2 separate regions of the Sus scrofa genome follow, and region 2 is linked to region 1. The links are chromatin contacts, called in public HiChIP or PLAC-seq maps. All regions are on one chromosome and are shown on one strand. Each heading gives the region's core, a stretch centred on a gene start, on an enhancer-like site or on the middle of the called end of the contact. The rest is flanking DNA. Distances are from core to core; before and after follow the strand shown.

Region 1 (6,915 bases), core at 260-2,759:
CCGCTGGAGCGGCCCAAGAAATAGCAAAAAAAAAAAAAGACAAAAAAAAAAAAAACAACCCAAAAAACAAACAAAAAAAACCACCTATGATGTGTAATCAGTACCGCCAGTCAGCCACAGAACAGCCCCGGATGAATAAACTGCCACCAGCTGGAAACAAAATGTGTTGCCTCTAAACACAGCCTTCTGGTTCAGGTGGTCTTCATTACAGGACTTCTAGTGTAACCCTCAAGTCAGCTGAACCCTTGCAGAATGAAGATGAGAATCAGAAGCAAGTGAAAGTTACCTAATATTCTTTTGCTGTAACTTTTGAATACACATAATTTTTAATTTAGGGTCATTGTCGCAGAAGAAAAATCAAGTACTACAATTAGTGTGCTTATACTGAGTTGTCCCCAGTGTTAAGATAATCATCGTAAAGATAATCTGGTAAAGATTTTTTTGGGGGAAAAAAAAAACACCACACCACCACCAGAGTGCTGGTTTACTGGGCCAGAAATCCTATTTGGTCTCTCCCCACCCCCACCCACCAGCTTTTTATTTCCATTTAGTTTTATCCAAAAGAATTTACATTCTTGTTCAGTTATATCACTCAAGTGGAGTATTTCACCAACACTACCTTCTCACTGGGGTCTTTGGCATTTTTTAGAAATCCTAACTAAAAGTGACCATTTAGACAGATTCTAACAGAATTACTCTGTTTATTTACTCTTTTTTTAACAAAATTCTGCTAATGTTGAGAAGTGATGGGCTTAATGGTGAAAGCGCACCATGTGATGGACAAAATAACTGCCTGCCTCAAGAAAGCACTTATGACCATTCTGCAGCCACTGAGTGACCTTGGCTAGAAACCAATGGCTGCGTGGGGCAAGAAAGGAAGTACCGTGGGGGCCCAGGGCTTCTGCACTTGGTGAAACGCTGACTTCCAATATAAGGCCTTGCGATGCTCGTCTAATGAATGGCAAACAGCAACACTGACTCACCCAGAAAACTGTAAAGATACGAAACGAAGCGGGGAAAGGCGGCGGGCGGGGGTGGTGTGGTATGGTGGTTAAACCCTCTGCAATAGGAAGTGCCACAAGAGCACCGAGGTAAGGATGTGGCCCTGCGGGAGAGGGGCCTCGCGTTTTCCCTCTCCGGTCTCGCTTCCAGGCCATCAGCACCGACTCCTCCGCTCTCGGTGAGGCAGCTCGGTTCCCCGTAGGTGGAAAATCTGCGGGCTGCTGCCGGGATCGCGGCGATGATGGAGGGAGCCGGCGCTGCGTAGGCCTAACCGTTCCCGCGCCCTCGCTCCGGCTCAGCCCGGCCCTCCCTCTCCCGCCCCGGTTAAGTGGCCTCACCAGGGGGCAAAGAACTCCACGAGCATGAGCCCCGCAGAGCCCGTGTCGGAGATGCGACTCTCGAAGTTGTCGTCGGTGAGTTCCAGCACGTCGGAGGCAGCGGCGAGGCGGGCGGCGGCGAGAAGAAGCGCCACGCCCGGGAACAGCGCTAGGCGGCAGAGGCGCATGGCGACCAGCTGAGGCGGGGGCGGCCAGGAGGGTCAGGGTTCGGCGGGGACTGCGGAGGCCGTGCCGGCGACCACTCACCCTCTGCCTCAGCTCGCGCGTCTGACCCAGGCGGACCTGCAGCCGGAGGTCCCAACCCCCCAGCCCGGCTGGGCCGCAGTGTGGCAGCCGCTGATTGGCTGCGCGGCGCCTGCGTCGGGCGGGCGGGACCAGCTGGTAACCGCCGAGTGGTCGAAGCGCGGGGCGGGGCTGAGGCGGCAAGCGCCTGGCGAGCTGGGCTGGGAGGGGGCCCGGGCTGGGGGCTGGTGTTCCGGGTGGGCCGGGGGCGAGCCGGAACCCCGGGAGAGGGCGGGACCGGGCGGAGCTGGGCGTGGGGCGCAGCGAGGCTAGGAACCGACCTTGAGCTCGTCCCGCGTGGGGAGAGCAGAGCTCAGGGGGGGTGCCAGAGCCGGAGACTGGGATAGCGAACTCAGGGCTGAGTGAGCGGAAGAGAGCCCGGCCTGAGGTGAGGCCCAGAATCGGGAACTGAGAGAAGGAGCTGGCGCCTGAGGCAGCAAGTTGGAGTGGATACTCGGGACGGGATACCTTTTCAAAATGTCAGGCTGTTGCATTTTGTCCAATTCCTCTTAACTTGGTTTTTCATAGCGGGCAGTCCTAAGCCCTCCCATTCCTCCCATCATTGCATTCATGACCCGATTCCCTCAGGTCCAGGTGGTGCCGGAATTCCTCTTTGTCCAGCTCAGGACTCCTGCTCTTTGTTGGCTGCTGCTTTTAACTAGAAATGCTGTCACACAAGTAAAGGTACCTGTCCATGTAGTCAACTGCGCAGATTCTCTGTTATGACTCCTTTTGTTTCAGAAAGCCTTGCGTCTAGGTATATAACATTTGTCTTCTTAAGGGCAAAGAGGTTGGGAGGAGGGAAAGAGAACCTCTAAGCTGTGGTGCAACTCCAGCTTGAAATGAAATAACACTCGATTCTTTCATGTTCTTAACAGACATGGCCACTTACGGCCCAACAGGACACATGCAACTGCCCCGAGCTGATGCCATTCGTTCCCGTCTGATTGATACTTTCTCTCTCATCGAGCACCTGCAAGGCTTGAGCCAAGCTGTGCCACGGCACACCATCCGAGAGATACTTGGTCAGCAGCCTCTTTCTTCCCTAGGATGAATTTAAGTCTCCTGTTCACACCACCAATGAGTAGGAAGCAGAGGGAGAATTTTAAAGGTGGAAAATTCAGGGGAGATTGGTTTGGCTGCTAGTTTGGAAGTTACACCAAACTTTTTTTTGGCCAAACTCTTGGCATCTGGAAGTTCCTGGGCCAGGGATCCAACCCTCGTCACAGCAACCATCCGAGCCATTGCAGTAACAATGCTGGATCCTTAACCCACTGAGCCACAGGGAACTCATATACCAAGCTTGATAAATCAAAGTGTTTATAAATAAAACTCTGAATACAGGAGATAGAACCCATGTCATTCACTTTTAGGCTTAGAATAACTACCAACCCTGGCTAACTAGGAGATTTTTACCAAAGACACTTAGGTTGAACCTATGGCCTTTGTTCTTGGTCATGGACAGTGTTAGTCCTAAGAGATAGGTTAGTTCTTACTCCAAACTAATATCAGTTGCTGTATGAGGGAGCAGCAAGGTAAGCCCCTGCACTGGGGCCCCATTATGTAACCAGCATTCCTGCCCTCAATCCTACCAGCAGCTCTTCATACTCCCAAAGACTACTCTTTATTATATTTATCCAATGTCTTCTCCCCACCCTTTTTTTAAATTTTTGGTGTAGATCCTTCCCGTCAGAAGAAACTCATGTTGGGAGATCAACACCAGCTTGTGCGCTTCTCCATAAAGCCTTGTCACGTAGGACGGATCACACATGGCCAGAGGCTGATGAGTACCCTTCGAGTGCGCTGTAGCCAGAGGCCCCCTCTTTCCTTGTGGGCTGGATGGGTTCTTGAGTGTATCCTTTCATGCCTCTCATTTTTAATCCATGCCTTTACTGTCTCTCTTGCCTCATCATCTGCCTAATTTGACTAATTTTTCCCTTCTCAAACTCCATTTTCTTCTCATTCTCACTGGTTTTATTCTTGCCCTAATCATGTGGCCTGTGTATATCAAAAAGAACTCTATTCTGTATGTTTTCTTAAGAGAAAACAGGTCCTCTCTTCACAAACTTCATCATCTTCCTCATCTTTTTGAACACGATTGTACTGATGGTTGAAATAGGTGAGAACTGACATTGGATGAAGGGGTGGGAGTCATTTCTCCTTTAAAATGATCATTTTGCATATTTGAATGTTACTTGAGATGTGATAGGGACAATTACATTGTCTCTTGGAGCAGGATTTGTACAACTGCTAAGACCTAGAAACATTTGGAGGGTGCTCGAGAGTAGTGGATATAAGGAAGTCTAGACACTTAGAGGTAGGGTGTAATAGACTCACAAGGTATTGAAGATTGGAAAACCACTTATATTTCTTGTATCAGGTTAGTCTAATATTTCAGTTAATCTTTTCTATTAAGAGATATTGGTTCCTATCACCAAGTGACCCGACATTTATATTTTTATAAGTATGTTTAGAACGATTATTTAAGTACAAATAAAAAAGCTCACAATGTGTATAAAATGAGGTACAACTAAAATATTAGATTGAGCCAAGAAATGACTTAAAAAGTAAATGACTCTAAAACCAATCATAAATTTTATGAAATGTATTAAAAGCAAAATAATGTCTTGAGGATCTGTGAGTTCATTTGATTATCATCTCAAACTACTGAGAAAAGAGAGTAGCAGTACTCATGTCCTTGTTTCATCCTGTTTTTGGTAAGTTTCCCACTTTAAAATTAGTCTTTCAAACATACTTAATTTATGTATTTTAAATTTTTTTCTTTTATATTTTGATATAACAACATTTTAATGACATACATTAATACATGTAAACATATTAGGTTTACAATATTATATGTTAAAGTATAAGTGGAAATCTAATTATGTAATAGGGCATTAGAAAACGTCTACTTCCTCAATGATATTGATAATTCTACTTTGCACTTTAAACATCACTTTGGCCTATTTTTATAATTTTCATATTTTGTTTCTAAATGGTGAGAGAATAAGAAAGATGTGGCTTATTTGCAACCCTTTCCCTGAAAATAACACATTGTAAGTGTGAATAAGCCTTATTCCCAACAAAAACCTAGGTATAAAATTATTAAATTTTAACATTGATTTTTGAGGTTCTAGAGATATCTTGATGTACTATATACAATTTTTTTATCAGATGCATGCAATTATAGAATCTGATGAAGATTGTCTTGAGTTAAACTTGCAGAGTTAATTCTTTTGCTCTTCATGGAGTTATATTTCAACGTCTATGTTTCTTACTTCATTGTAGATGTGATTAGCCAAAACATTACTAAACACAATAACAATTTAAAACTAAGTGTCAAAATCTGTGCAGCAGTTTGTGTTATTCAGGGTGAGTATGCTCTTCTGGTCTCCATTAAGTGCCAAGCATATCAGTCAGTGGTATTTGAAGGCTCTCAGATTGTTCTGTTAAACAAAGATAAACATATTAAATTATTATTTAGCTTTTAAGCCTATTTTGATCTCAGTGTTTTTTCCTACAGCATGATATACATCCATTATATCACCTTCCCCTAAGGGTGAGGGTTGAAAGATGAAGGCAATTAAGGAATTGAAATTAGCAACTAATAAGGTTCTAGACAGGAAATATAGGATCCAGTTTGTGCTGCAGAATAAAATCAATTTTAGGTAGAAAAAAGGGGAAGTTTTAAAACTTAACAAAGAGCCAAGTAATTTTTTTTTTTTTTTTAAGTGATGTCCATAGCACATGGAAGTTCCCAGGGCAGGGATCGAACCTGGGCCACAGCATCAGCCCAAGCCGCTGCAATGACAATGCCCAATTTTTAACCTACTCTGCCCCAAGAGAATTCCCCAAGTAATTTCTTATATCCTAATCTGATCCATGAATCTGGCTTCTTGTTCTTGCATTCATTATAAAACAATTTCCATAGGGAGTTTTCTGGTGTTCTACTGGTTAGGACTTGAAGCTTTCACTGCTGCAGCTAAGTTCAATTCCTGGTCTGGGAACTCAGATCTTATATCAAGCCACTGCACGACTCAGCAAAAAAACCAAACAGAACAACCCCCCAAAACACACAAAAAATTCCTAAAACGCTTTCCATATCATGGCCCTACATTTGCATTCTTTTCTCAAGGCCCACCGCTGCTCTGTGAAGTTTGGTACCAGGGTAACAGTGCAGCAGACAGGATTAGAGATAGTTAAGAGAGCAATTCCTTGGTGGCTCTGTGATCCCAGAGGGGAAAGGCAGTAACTTGAAGCTGTTATACATACCAGTACCAGCAGGAGATGAGTTGTAGCTCTTTTTCATGGTCAATTCTGTCCTCTCCTATATTTCACAGGTTGAAGCAACAACAGTGTTAAAAAGAGAAACTGAAAAATGGCATGCATAGCAGTGGGCGAAGCTGTGGTTTTTAATAGTTGCTGATCATTCTCTGTCATTCAGCTTCCCATTTCCTTAACCTTTGCTCATCCTTTATTCTCCCAGAATTGCTTGAATCCTCAAATGCCCAACTGTGGCCACTGAAGCTGACTCTGGAGGTGGCAGCTTGGTTCATCTTGCTTGTTTTCATCTTGGAGATCCTTCTTATGTGGATATCCAGCTTTTTCCTCTTCTGGAAGAATGCCTGGAATGTCTTTGACTTTGTTGTGACCATATTGGTAAGGCTGGATATCCTAAAAAGTAACTTATTAAGGCCGAGAAATGTGCCTAGGTGAATCAAAGACAAGAAAAGTTAAGATCACTAGAGCACAAGAAGAAATAAATAGAAATGTACCTAATTTCCTTATTTTGATTTTTTTTTTCTCAAAGCTAAAAGTCAGGTATTGCAGGAGTTGTTGGTATTAAGAGTAAGACAGAATCTAACTGCAACATTGACCACAGCAACATCTCCCATTTACTAAGCTCTTGCTGCATGTCATGCACTGTCCTGTTTTACATGCATTTTTTCCGCATTTTTAAAATTTGAGTTCCACTACAGCCCAACGAGATAAGCCTGAGCAAGTTCAAGTGCAGAGTTTAATTTCGTAAAGAAAGACTAAATAGGAAACAGTACCCAGAGAATGCTCTTCAAAGAATAATGCCCAAGGAACTATGGAAAAGAAGAGACAAAAGAAAGGGCAAATGTACATGGGTGCTTTGGGGGGTATATTTTACTCATAATCTGTTTGTTTCCCACAGTCCCTGATTCCTGAAACTGTGGTTCTGGTAGGGGTAACAAGCCATTCTGTCTGGCTCCAGTTGCTGAGGATCTGCCGGGTGCTAAGGTCTCTGAAACTTTTTGCACGATTCCCT
Region 2 (7,288 bases), core at 1,406-3,905, 270 kb after region 1:
ATGGAAACTCCAAAATAACAGATTTTATAGTTGTTTAAGAGCAATATGCTTAAGTTTATACCTGGCTTAATGTGTTGATAAAACAATTTTTATCAACATTGCACATTCATGACAATTTCTCCCTTCATTCAAATGTGAAAAACACTGTTCTGCAAAAAGTATGAAATATTTGCTGTTTGGGGTGGTCTTTTTTTCACAAATATCTTCATACCTACTATGTGGCAGAAATTGTGCCAAGTGCTCCTGATATGAAAAAGACCACTATTTCTTTGCCCCCCTGGTCAGTCAATGTGAGAGAAAGACTATACAGCAATAAGTAATAACAATAAGTAATATGAACTGTGATGTCCTATAAGGGAAATAAACAAGTTACTGTGATAGAAAATAGGAAACAACCTAAATGTCCATCAACAGATGAATGGATTAAGAAAATGTGGTATATATACACAACAGAATACTGCTCAGCCATAAACAAGAACAACATAATGCCATTTGCAGCAACATGGATGGAACTGGAGACTCTCACACTAAGTGAAGTCAGAAAGAGAAAGGCAAATGCCATATGATATCACTTAGATATGGAATCTAATATATGGCACAAATGAATATTTCTACAGAAAAGAAACTCATGGACTTGGAGAACAGACTTGTGGCTGCCAAGGGGGTGGGGGAGGGAGTGGGATGGACTGGGAGTCTGGAGTTAATAGATGCCAACTATTGCATTTGGAATGCATAAGCAATGAGATCCTGCTGTACAGAACAGGGAACTGTATCCATGATGGAGCATGATGGAGGATAATGTGAGAAAAAGAATGTATATATATATATATATGTGTGTGACTGGGTCACTTTGCTGTATAGTAGAAATTGACAGAACACTATAAACCAACTCTAATGGAAAAAATAAAAACCGTTAAAAAAAAACAAAATAATGGCATAAGGAATATTCTTAAAGAGGTGGTCTGAGAAAATTTTTCTGAGAAGGTGAAATTCTCTCTTTAAATCTGAGAATTTAGGAAAATATCCAATTGAGACATTTTAAATAAGAAAAAAAGGCTGTTATTGTTCCCATAGTGTGTTCTCTCTTTCTACTTCAATCAAGCACACATACATGCTTCCTGAATATTCTTCTCCTATATGCCTTGTCCTAGTTTTGTAGTAAAAAATAAATAACAACAAAAGGAATCTGATTAATTTATGTTTTATAGACCAAGAGAGTAATATTCCTGCTTCTTTACAGCCTATACTACCAATTCTTATAGACACAGGCATGACTTTGTATACAGATAGATTCAAATCCTGCCTTATCAAGACTAGCCACCATAGGAAGTTACCTTACAGTCCAGCAGGTTAAGGATCCGACCTTACGGCAACTGTAAAGCAGGTGGCAACTGTGGCATGGGCTTCATCTCTAGCCCAGGAACTTCCACACGCAGCAGATGAGGTGTGTGCAGCAAAACAAACAAAAAACCCAAAAACTACAAGCCACCATAAAGTTCTCTGAGCTTCAAGTTGCTCATTTGTAAACTGGGGCTAACAATACCTAACTTGCTATGTTGTTGAGATGATTAGATAATACTACTGGAAGCATAAGTAGAAAAGAAGAGTGGTTCAGATACTGGAGCCAGACAGATCTGGGTTCAAGACCAAGTTTGCTAATTATTAACTGCCTAATACCTGACACCAGAGTTAATCTGTGAAACGGAGATAGGTGGTTGTGAAGTTAAATGAGATAATACATGTAGTACATGGCCCCTCCTTCTCATACATTCCTGGTTACATGAAGGCCTCCCTCCAAATTCTTCTGGAGAAGAAATTTCCTGGTCAAGGAGTAGAGGGAAACACCCTCATTCACTTTTTCATTCAAAATAATTGACTGAAGTCGTATTCTGTGTTAGATACTACGTATTTGGACAAATTTTCAAAACAGCTTAAAACAGAGTGCAAGTGTGAAGATGGGAGAAAGCATCTCCCTCATTTTTACATCCAGTTCCCCAGCAACTCTCATTCAGATAGTTCATCCTTAGGCTCAGCCCTGGATTCCCTCCTCTTCCCCAAGGCAGGGCCTTTCAGGAGTCTGCCCTCCTTTTCCCAGCGTAGCCCAAACCTCTCAAGGTGTTTACACCGTGGTAGGCCCCTCCGGCACAGCCCTCCAGCTACCTGCTCAAGGACACGCCCCCCCGCCCCCGCCTCAGCTCTGCAAGCCACGCCCCCTAAGGCTCCTCCCCCACGCAGTGGCTCAGGTCCACCCATTCCCTGCTCGCTAGTTCCCGCGCTCTGAGCCGGATTGTACCTGGAGGCCACCCCGCTTGTTCCACGTGAAAATGGACCCTGGGTATCCGCTCAGCGCCAAGAGCAGTTCGTGGATCATTTCCACGGCGGACCTCCGGTCCCTATATCCGTTGCACCTTTCTCCAGAGCCTCACCAGGCGACCAAGGAAACGCGTATTCCTTTCTCTACTCGCGCACAGGCCTCCTGGACGGGCGGTTCCTCCAGACTTTATCCGCTGAGAGAACTGCTGCGGAGAGCGTACGGGAAGCAGGGAAGGGATAGGCGAGCCGCGTCCCGGAAGTGCACTGTGCTCGGTTGGGCCCACTCGCTCGCTCCCGCCGGGGCTCCGCGAGAGGTGTCTAAGCAGCTGCCCTTGCGCATGCGTCTGTGGCGCCCTAGTCGCCTGCTCTCACTTCCGGTTTGGGAACTGGACTGGGAGGCTTGAGAGTCCCGGCTGGAGCCAGACCTCGAGTGGGTGAGGCTGGCCCACGGGCAGAGATGCGAGCGGATTGAGGGGTATCCCGAGTGGGAGAAGCTCCTAGGGGTGGGCCAGAGGGTGCTCTCAGGGCGCCTTAGCCCCGGTCCGAAGCCTCTGGAGGGACTCCTTACCGCTCCGAGAGTGACCTGGCCAGAAAGCGAAGACAAAGAGGCCGGAACCCCGCACCCGCCGCTCCTTGAGCTGTGCTCCGCACTCGCGAATACCGCAGCCCTCGGAGCGCTTGGCCAGCACTCGAGCTCGTCTTCAGGAGACACATGACTACTGCCCCCTCGGACTCCCTCTTTCCACCAACTCAGTGTGACTCTCCCCAAGTCCACCTGGCCCTCGCTTCAGAAGTCAAAACCAACTTCTCTCAATGCTCGAGATTTCCCGTCAGTAGTTCCCGGATATTTACTGAGCGATTACTTCTGCTGTGAGGGAAAACAAAGACCCAGTGTTGTGTACTTGATTTTTGTTTGGGGTAGAAATTGGTGGTGGTGGAGTCTGAGGGGGCGGGGCGGACGTAGAGGGTTTGGGGAAGGACGGCGGAAGTATTGGGGCAGATCAGAGGCGACCCGCTGGACAGAGGGTTTTCTATTGCCTTCCTCGGGGTGGTGACATGCCTTTAAAACCTCTCAGCTCTAGGTCTCCCTTACGGTTTGAACTCACTATGCAGCACTGGCCAGGGGAGCTCAATGGGTCAGACTTGGGGAGGGGTGGAAGAGGAGCAGTCAGTAGTTTATTCTCTGCTGCTTCCCCGGGGCTGCCCTGGAAGTCGCCCAGAAATGCAGCTTTTGAATGGTCTCTCACCTTCATGCTCAGTTTTGGCTTGCTGCCCTGAAGTTGGTGCTACCTCACATGGCCACGCAGAACTTAGGGGAAGTCAGGCCAGCTCTGGCAAGACTTTAGACATATGAGTGTATTCCTTCTGATAGTGCCATCTCTCTCTACCCTAGGAGGAAATTCTTCTTACAGAGAGAGACTCATCTGCAGGTGATTCTTCAAGGACATGGAAGATAGGTGTAAACCCTGGAACCTAGACCCTTAAATGGAGGAAAGCCGCTTTCTGCTGTGAATGATGGCCAAACCCACCCTGAGAGGGACTGGCACTAACTCTGAGACCTTCCGACAGCGCTTCAGGAGATTTCATTACCAGGAGGTAGCTGGGCCCCGGGAGGCTTTCAGCCAACTGTGGCAACTTTGCTGTCGGTGGCTAAGACCGGAGGTGCGCACCAAGGAGCAGATTGTAGAGTTGTTGGTGCTAGAGCAGTTCCTGACCATCTTACCTGGGGAGATCCAGAATTGGGTACAAAAGCAATGTCCAGAAAGTGGAGAGGAGGCAGTGGCTCTGGTGGAAGATTTAGAAAGAGAGCCTGGAAGACCTGGACATTCGGTGAGCAGGGAGAGGGAATTTAGAAATGTGTGACTGGGAAGGGGCAGGATGAAAAGCCACACTAAGGCACAGTCTCCCTTGCTGATGCTTATACTTATGGTCCTTTAACAGGTAATTTTTTCAGATAGAACTTATTGGGAGATGCTACCAATAAGCATGTGCTTGTGCTACATGTCACAATGAGTTATTCATAGTTTCATGGGTTTTTTTACTTAACAGGGAAGAAAGGGTAATTCTTTTTCAGCCTGTAGTTTGGCTTACTGCTTTGATCTAGCGTTCCTGCTGCTCTTAGCTAACAGTAATGGACTAAGAAAGACATTTGTTCACTATTAATCACCTCCCACCCCAACCTTAGCCTTGTCTCCAAAGGATGATCTCTTTTGGGGTATCAGATAATCTCCTCTGGGAATACCCCTCATTATGACCTTGCAGTGACAATTCATGGGGATTGTTTCTAGGTCACAGTCTCTATGAAGGGGCAGGAAGTGCGCTTGGAGAAGATGACACCCCTGAAATCATCACGAGAGTTATTAAGTGTTCTGCAGGAGTCAGTGGAACCCCAGCCCAGGGGTGTACCCAAGAAAGAGAGGGCAAGAAGCTCAGACCTGGGACCACGGGAGCAGATGAACCCACAGGAGAAGCTCAGACCTTTTCAAAGGAGCGGTGAGGAGTAGATTCATATGGGAAGATAGAATGCCATTCTAAATTGGGAAGTAGGGTTGGGAGTAGTGAGTGGGAAAGGGATGTCAGGAGTGAGTGGAGATTGTAGAGTGTGCAGTTGCTGGGGACCTCCTGAAGGTACGTAGTTTAGCTCTCTGCTACAATAAATATTCTTGTATTTCCTCTTGATAAGTCTGCCAGCGGATTGCTCCCTAGTTTTTGCCAGAACTTGGAATTACTCTCTTTCCTCCTGGTAATGATAACACTCACTGGGTCAGTTTTTTTCTAGCTAAAAATTCTTTTCTATGCTGGAAGGCACATCTTCCTTTTAGTCGTTTTCTTTCTCTACATTAAACTGTATTTGTTTCTTTAAGCTTTTCCTTGGAAGCTCCATTCTTCAGACCTACTAAGTTTTTGTTACTCTCTTGGACCTTTAAGTTCTCCAAATAGCCTGTTCATAGTGCAGAATTAAACTATATATTACTCCAGTGAGGGTCTGATAGGTAGAGGCAGAGTAAGAATTTTACTTCAGAATTTCTTCATACTTTCAGTATAGCTCAACTAATTATTTGATGATTGCTGTTCACCTGATACTCCCAGGACTTTTAGCGCTTTCCCATTGTCTTTGTGCCTAGTGCTTATTCTTTTACTTGATTTTGTAGAACTTGTTTTTCTTCTTTGTACTCCCTTTTGTATGTTTGTTTTTTTTTCTCCCTTTGATCAGCTCTTTAATTTGTTGAGGTTGTTTTGAATTCTGATCTTATCATCCAAGACATTAGCCTTCTCAGCCAGTTTGGTTGTGGTTCTCTTAGTCATCGAGAGGCAATCCCTCAACCCCACACACAGACTTGCAGAATTAATCCGTATTTGAACACCAACCATGTGCTCAGCACCTGGCAGGGTACTCTGCAATAAGAAAAGGTGTCTGTTCTCAAACATAAATATGTGCTGAACTGTATTGAAGCAATGCCAAACAATGCCTTGTTACTCACTGTGACACGGGTTTGTCAGAGTGGGAGATGAGGGAACTGTAGGGAATGCCTCAAGGGGGCACTGGCAAATACAGCTTCTTGATGAATGGGTTGAATGTGAATAGAAGGGAGACAGTTAAAAGAAAGAAGAGGCACAGAGTGGTAAATAAACATCTGCTGTGTTTGTTCTGGAGGCGGGGAATCTGGTATGAATGGGTCAAGCATGGGTAGACAATCAGGTTAAGGTTTGGCAGTACATAAAGTACGTGAGCTGAGGAAGCAAGAGGTTAGAGGTAGGTAGGACAGTGACTGCAGCAGTTCCCCGGTGTGAGAAGGTAAGGGGTCTAAGACTGGGATGGTACAGTAGGAATAAAGAATATACTAAGAGAAAACCTTTAGCACTTGGTGACTGTGTGTGAAGGAAGACAGACTCCTCCTTGAGATCACTGAGTTTAATTCTCTGGCCCTAAGTGGAGAACTACAGTTGACCCTTGAACAACATGAGCTTCAACTGCATGGGTCCAATACATGTGGATATTTTCCAATAGTAATTGAAAAATATGCTGCTGTCATTGGTTAAATCTGCAGATGCAGAGAAACCCTGGATACAGAGGGTCCACTATAAGCTATATTCAGATTAATCCCCACATTGTTCAAGGGCCAACTATATAAGAGACAGGAGGTGACTATTTCAAACAGTGGCAGGACCTGCCTACAGTGGTCAGCAGGGCTAGGGAACAACTGGGAACAGAATTATCTGCTCTGAACACATAACAATCTTCTCTCTCGTCACCCTGCTCTGGAAAATGTCTCATTTTTTGAGGTTTCACATATTTCTCCCACTTTCTTAAACACACCAAACTTTCTGAAAACATTTCTTTAGATCCTTTTATAAGCCTCTTGGATAAAAAAAACAGGTCTGGACTCAGAGATGTTTTTTATGATCAGTCCAAACTGACATCTTTGTTTGCTTCCCTGCAAGCAGGATTACCATTTTCTAAATCCATGGTCTCCAAATTGGAGCAAGGAGAGCCATGGATCCCAGATCTGGGCTCCAAGGAGAAGGAACTCCCAAGAGGCCGTCACACAGGAGACAGACAATTGCATGCTGATCTGTTACCATCCAGCAGAGAGAGAAAAAGCAGGGTGGAACAGGATCACTGGGGCTTTGAGGATGAGAAGGTGGCAGGTGTACACTGGGGCTATGAAGAGACCAGAACACTCCTTGCAATTCTCAGTCAGACTGAGTTTTATGAGGCTCTCCGAAACTGTCATCGAAACAGCCAAGTGTATGAGGCTGTGGCTGAGCGGCTCAGGGAGTATGGCTTCCTCCGGACCCTGGAACAGTGTCGAACCAAGTTCAAAGGTCTCCAGAAGAGCTATCGGAAAGTCAAGAGTGGCCACCCTCCTGAGACCTGCCCCTTCTTTGAAGAGATGGAAGCCCTGATGAGTGCCCAGGTCATTGCCCTGCCCAGTAATGGCCTGGAGGAGGCAGCCTCCCACTCTGGCCTAGT

Evidence for each region. HiChIP or PLAC-seq counts read pairs in DNA pulled down with a chosen protein or histone mark.
Region 2: a contact with region 1 is called in an H3K27ac HiChIP or PLAC-seq map of alveolar macrophages. The contact joins the promoter of TUBGCP4 here to the promoter of PDIA3 in region 1. A contact is called at or near these places in 1 of 5 promoter capture datasets (fetal skeletal muscle) and 1 of 2 datasets of contacts at active chromatin or transcription factors (alveolar macrophages).

What each region holds. Positions count from the first base shown.
Region 1 is chr1:127,812,587-127,819,501 of Sscrofa11.1, forward strand. PDIA3 (protein disulfide isomerase family A member 3) reads right to left here and starts at 1,510. Exons shown (of 14, transcript NM_001195112.1): 1 at 1,341-1,510. The coding sequence starts at 1,507. It overlaps CATSPER2 (cation channel sperm associated 2), which reads left to right and starts at 1,976. Exons shown (of 13, transcript NM_001244270.1): 1 at 1,976-2,306; 2 at 2,501-2,647; 3 at 3,302-3,475; 4 at 3,673-3,741; 5 at 6,109-6,281; 6 at 6,802-6,915. The coding sequence starts at 2,503.
Region 2 is chr1:128,081,384-128,088,671 of Sscrofa11.1, forward strand. TUBGCP4 (gamma-tubulin complex component 4) reads right to left here and starts at 2,656. Exons shown (of 18, transcript XM_021096979.1): 1 at 2,294-2,656. The coding sequence starts at 2,371. It overlaps ZSCAN29 (zinc finger and SCAN domain-containing protein 29), which reads left to right and starts at 2,682. Exons shown (of 7, transcript XM_005659684.3): 1 at 2,682-3,211; 2 at 3,707-4,143; 3 at 4,602-4,806; 4 at 6,760-7,288. The coding sequence starts at 3,826.